Regions from separate parts of the Mus musculus genome. Here region 1 is linked to region 2. A link is a contact called in public promoter capture Hi-C data. All regions are on one chromosome and are shown on one strand. The core of a region is the stretch at or near the end of the contact, and the rest is flanking DNA. Distances in the headings are between cores, read along the strand shown.

What was found. Promoter capture Hi-C pulls out the DNA fragments that hold promoters and counts their contacts.
Region 1: a contact with region 2 is called in a promoter capture Hi-C map of liver, with 2.6 times the contacts expected there. The contact joins two enhancer-like sites. A contact is called at or near these places in 9 of 39 promoter capture datasets (the C10 cell line, the HPC-7 cell line, cranial neural crest and 5 more), 3 of 484 Hi-C or Micro-C datasets (embryonic fibroblasts and nephron progenitors), 8 of 115 datasets of contacts at active chromatin or transcription factors (embryonic basal ganglia, embryonic forebrain, embryonic limb bud and 5 more) and 1 of 9 other capture datasets (embryonic stem cells).

What each region holds. Positions count from the first base shown.
Region 1 is chr15:36,959,548-36,962,247 of GRCm38.p6, forward strand. All of the region lies in intron 7 of Gm34590 (a long non-coding RNA gene), which reads left to right. Among named protein-coding and RNA genes, the nearest start is that of Gm34590, 23 kb to the left of the region's middle. Within about 2 kb of position 1,429, at least 136 of the 459 cell types and tissues checked have an H3K27ac peak or open chromatin away from gene starts, as enhancers often do. A contact at or near this core is called in the HPC-7 cell line, liver and pancreatic cancer cells, where this site is marked.
Region 2 is chr15:36,810,000-36,812,699 of GRCm38.p6, forward strand. Gm34472 (a long non-coding RNA gene) reads right to left here. Exons shown (of 3, transcript XR_383941.4): 2 at 2,059-2,249; 3 at 865-1,823. Among named protein-coding and RNA genes, the nearest start is that of Gm41298, 14 kb to the left of the region's middle. Within about 2 kb of position 1,327, at least 40 of the 459 cell types and tissues checked have an H3K27ac peak or open chromatin away from gene starts, as enhancers often do. A contact at or near this core is called in the HPC-7 cell line, liver and pancreatic cancer cells, where this site is marked.

The sequences.
Region 1 (2,700 bases), core at 179-2,678, 150 kb after region 2:
GCCACTATCACATAGTAATGATATTTTCAGTGTTTATAGAACAGAAAACCTTGATCCACCTAGTTTAAGTGACAAATGATGTATTAACTTATATGACAAGATGGTTGGGGACAGGGCAGTTCTACCTAGCTTTGGTTTGTTGGCCACTTGGCAACATCAAGGACCCAAACTTCTGCCCTTTTTGCCCTTTTTCTTCTTTGCAAACTGGCTGCAAGAGTTCCCTACATCATGACATCAAGAGGCAGAAGAGAAAGGTGAGATTAACAGTTTGGGTTTCCTTTTTTAGCCAGCTCTGCGGACCTCAGCTCTATCCACTGCTCTTCAAAATGGATAACTGAAATAAAACGAACAATGTCTCTCTTCAGGCATAGCAAAAACAAAACAAAACAAAACAAAACAAAAAAAAAACCTAAAATTAGTAGATGAAGATAAAGGTGCCTCTCAGAAATGCTTGTCTGGTTTTATTGCTCAGGAAAAAAAAGGGAGAAAGGGAGAACTAGACCACCCAAAGCATGTGTGGGCCCTGCACAACCAGATGCGTGGACTGGCTCACACCCATTTCTCTTCACACTCTGCAATGCTTTCTTTGTAGCAAGTCTAGCCACACACCTCAATTTCCAGGGATTAAGTTAAACCAATCCCTTTGCTTCAAAGTATAAATACCCATGGAGTACAAAGATTAAATATCCAGTCCCTGATCCAGGCGGCTGCAGACAGAGCTCACGATGTGCTGCGGAATCTTTCCCGAGGGCTAGGATTTCTTTCTTTTCTAGGGCGCTATGAAATGTGAAGTGCTAGAGGGCCACCGTTGGACACGGGGATGCTATTTCAGTAATAAAACGCATATTCTTCACAATGCAGATGGCACTCTGAGTTCCACAGATGGGACTGGGGCTCTGGGGAGAGGCAAACAGAAACGGTGGGTGTGGCGAGGCATGACGTCATCCTAGCTAGGGCTTTCTCTAGAACGGTGGCAAGTTTACTGCTGAATCATCCCTGGGGCCAGTTATCGGCATGTCAGTTGGACAAAGGTCCCTGTAATTAAGCCCTGATTCACCACTTACCTCCGCACCATTCTGCTTATGTTGCCTTTGGAGGCCAGACAAGAAACATGAATACATAAAATTAACCTATCTGTGAGAGCTGCGCAGAAGCCAACGCTGTTGTGAAACCAGTGCTATTGCTAGTCTTCTCTCAATAGCACAAATGTAGGTATGTGGACTTGGGTGTTCATTTGCACACACACACACACACACACACACACACACACACACACACACATCCATCAGAGAATGCACATTCTGGACTTTGATCTGAAGTAAATGTTAATTCCTGAAATAATTTGGGATCTATATTTGCTTTGGCTACAAACCGGAGACTCTCTTGCATGCCCAGCAGAGGAAACGGCGTGGGAGAGCCATCTGAGTCCTCAAAGGTCAGCACTTTCATCCTTCTGGAGAGGCACAAACCTGCTGTCAGATGCAGGGCTGCACCCAGTCCCAGGAAGGCAACAGATATAGAGGTGTCTGGCTTCTTTCTCTGGTTAACTCATCACCCACTAACAGTCTGCAAGGGATCAGTGGCCTCAGCTAGTCCCAAGTAGGCCAGAGCGTCCTCTCCATCCAGATACAGGAAGGCCCTTGTCAACATGTTCACTGGCCAACTAAGATAGCCATTGTGGGAGGTATCCAGAAAGGATGAAGAAGTCACAAGAGCCGTGAAAGATGCTTCTCTCTCTCTCTCTCTCTTTTTTTTTTTTTTTTTTTTTTTTGGTTTTTCGAGACAGGGTTTCTCTGTGTAGCCCTGGCTGTCCTGGAACTCACTTTGTAGACCAGGCTGGCCTCGAACTCAGAAATCCACCTGCCTCTGCCTCCCGAGTGCTGGGATTAAAGGCGTGCGCCACCACGCCCGGCTGATGCTTCTCTTTAGTATCATGCTGGACTCAAGTCTCCATCGATGTTGAAGATATTTCCATTGCCTTTATAGGAGTTGGGGTGGGAGGTGAGATGAGCGGGTACGAGTGAGCAGAACAGAGCCATTTACCAATGTCTTGGGACACTTTGACAAGCAAGCCGTCATTACAGAGAACTGTCAAGGCTTAGCATTCCTTTCTACAGAACAACCAGTAATTGGTAAGAGCTAATGTATATGACGTGCTTGCTGTGTGCCCTGCACAGTTGAGAGCTTCCATGCATTTAGACCCCAGACCCAACAGGTCGGTGCTTCTTTACCATTTATAGATGAGGTAGTCAGCCTTGGGGATACTGTGATGGCTCAGTGAGTAAAGATAGTTGCTGTCAAGCTTGACAGTCTGAATTTGATGCCCTGGGACCTACATGGTGGAAAGAGAACTGACTTCCCCAAGCTGTCCTCTGACCTCTACACACACAGAGAGTCACAGACACATACATACAAACGACACACACACAGACACACACACAATAGACACACATACACTAAACAGATGCTTTGTTTTTGTCCTTTAAAGAAAGTAAACCTCAGGCAGAGGAGAGCCTTTCACTGTCTGCAACCACCCTGTTTACCTGCCTGTTTCTAAAGCTGGGTCCTTCCCATTCTGCCGCAGACCCTCTGGGCCCCTTTGTCTGCGTGGAACGGGTCTCTAGTCGCAGGTGGGCAAAGCGTCACAGACTGATGCACACAGGAGAGGTTGTGTAGAATCTGAATGTAATTTGTCAAATC
Region 2 (2,700 bases), core at 77-2,576:
TGAGGCTATTTATTTATTTTCCCTTTAGCGGAGAGGTTACAAGGACAGAGGGTGGGTACAAAGGGATGGGGAGATGAGTGGGATTGGGGTACATGATGTGAAATTCACAAAGAATCAATAAAATATTTTTTAAAAACTACAGCAGCACATGCCTATAGTCCCAGTGTCCTGGAGACAGAGGCAGGGGCTCTGCCATAAGTTTGAGGATAGAGAACATGGTCTTCACAGCAGGCATCAGGTCATCCAGTATCACGCAGAGTGTCCAGAAATAAAGCAAAGGACAACAATAACAAACAGAAAGGATTTGTGTGATGTCATAGACCTGCAACCAACCACAGCACTGCACACAAGGGAGGCTGAGTCTACAATTAAGGCTAGGGTTGGCCTTGACCCTGTCATAAAAAAATAATAAGAAATGGGAAAAGAAGAAAATAGAAAAAAGAAAGGAGGGATAAAGCCCAATACGGGGCTTAAATCTAGAGGTCTGCAGGAGTCTTCATTTTCTCCTTGATGACTACTGTTCTGAGTACTGTGTGGTCCCCTCCAGCTTGGCCTTCCCAGGAGAGAGCCAGCTGGAGTCAGCACAGTTTCCAGCAAGGATAGCATGGCACAGGATCTGGGATCACATTTCCTTCCTTCTTTCCTTCCTTCCCTCCTTTCCCTCCCTGCCTTTTCTTTCTCTCTCTCCTTTCCTTGCTCCCTCTCTCCCTCCCTCCTTCCTTCTTTTTCTCCCTCCCTCCTTCCCTCTCTCCCTTCTTCCCTCTCTCCCTTCTTCCCTCTCTCCCTTCTTCCCTCTCTCCCTTCTTCCCTCTCTCCCTCCCTCCCTTTCTCCCTTCCTCCCTCTCCCTTTCCTCCCTTTTCCCTTCTTCCTTTCTTCCTTCTTTTCTGTAGGCATTTGAAACAGAGTTTGTAGCCAAGGGTGGCCTTGGAACTTGCTATGCAGTCCAAGCAGGCCTTAAACTTGCAGGAATGGTCGGTCTCTCATCAGCCACTTGGGTGCTGCCGTGTTCCAGGTGTGAGCTGCCGGGCCTGTGAGGAGACTTTTCCAAAGGATGTCAGTCTTCAGAGGGTCTCTGACAGCCCCCTCAGGAAAGGGCAGGTTCCCAACGTGAGGAGCTGCAAAGAGGCTAGGAATGTTTTCCAGGGAGGAGACTTAAGAGAAGGAAACAGATTGGCAAGTGCAGCCTCTGAAGGCCACCTGTCCAGGCCGACTGCCATCATGAGCCGCAGCAGACCTGACAGGTTTCTATCTGAGGTGTTCTGCTCACACAAGTGATGTTATCATGTCCTGTGGTAGGAGAGGATGGCTGGACTTTGCACTTTGTCCTGTTCAGTCACCGTGGATGTGCCCAAGCAGCGTGTGACTGTTACAGCTTGACCGCCCCACCCAGGTCCAGGTTCACATTCCGAAGCTTAAGTGGGGGGTGGAGCCTTAAGGAATGATTAGATTATGAGGTTTGGATTCTGGGTTCATCACCAGAGTGGGGCTGCTGCAGTTTAGCTCCATGACTTGAATGCACCTCTGTTGCCTCCTGTTGCCTGGACCCACCTCACCAGGAGGTTCTCATAGGCTGTGGCTCCTTGACCTGGCCCCCCAGAAGCACTAGTTGAGCAAACCTTTAATCTTTATACGTTACCCAGCCTGTAGAGTTAAGTTATAGCGACAGAAGACTGATCAAGACAGTCCCTGGCTTCTGGCTTGAAAGGTGAGGAGGACCCTAAGGAAGCCAAGAGCTGAAGTCTGTTGCCAACCACACTCCTATAACTCGACAAGCAATTCAGGTCTTGAAGAAGCCTCCGAGTGAGGCATGTCTGTATCTGCCCTGAGAGGGAGAAAGAAGAATTGGTGAGCTAGGTTAGAGAAGCCTCGACAAGTCTTGGCGATTGGGCAGATACGCGGTCTTGAACTAATAGAACCGTTGTCAGCCAGGGCTAGGAGACTGCGCATGCTCCCACCACACCCACTGCTGCCTTTTCTGAAAGCAGCCCAACTAGCTTCTGCAAGTTGGCATGGTTTGAGCCTCTCAGGTGAGGGACTAATCGCCATCCTCAGCTCACTTGAAGGGCCTTGCTCAGGCTGAACTCCTGGTGGTTGCGTTCTGCATTCTCTCCTGCGTCACTGGTCAAACAGCAGTGTTCTGGAAGCGCAGAAGAGCTGTGTGGCTCGCTCCCCAGCTCCCCAGCATGTTCTTGCAATCAACGTTACTGTCCGCTGGAATCTGGAGTGTCACTTCCTTTAGGACAATGCCCTGTGAATTTGAAAACAAATTCTTTCTCTCTTTCTTTCTTTCTTTCTTTCTTTCTTTCTTTCTTTCTTTCTTTCTTTCTTTCTTTCTTTCTTTCCTTCCTTCCTTCCTTCCTTCCTTCCTTCCTTCCTTCTTTCTTTCTTTCTTTCTTTCTTTCTTTCTTTTAATAAATGTGGCAAAAAATAAGCGCTGGCCTCTAAAAACTATCCTTACCGCAGCTGGTTTAGTTTTATTTTTTTCAGCCTGGTTTTCCTTCTGTAGCTTAAGCAGATCTGGTTTGGAACCCATGATCCTCCTGCCTCAGCCTCCCAAGTATTGGTGTTTACAGGCCTGTTCCACCGCATGCAGCTGCTAGGTGAGATTCCAGCTTTCTTCTGCACTCTCTTGGGTGTTTTTTCCTGTGCAGTGGACACGTTTCTAACGTATGGAAGCCTCATTTATCTGCTACATTTTC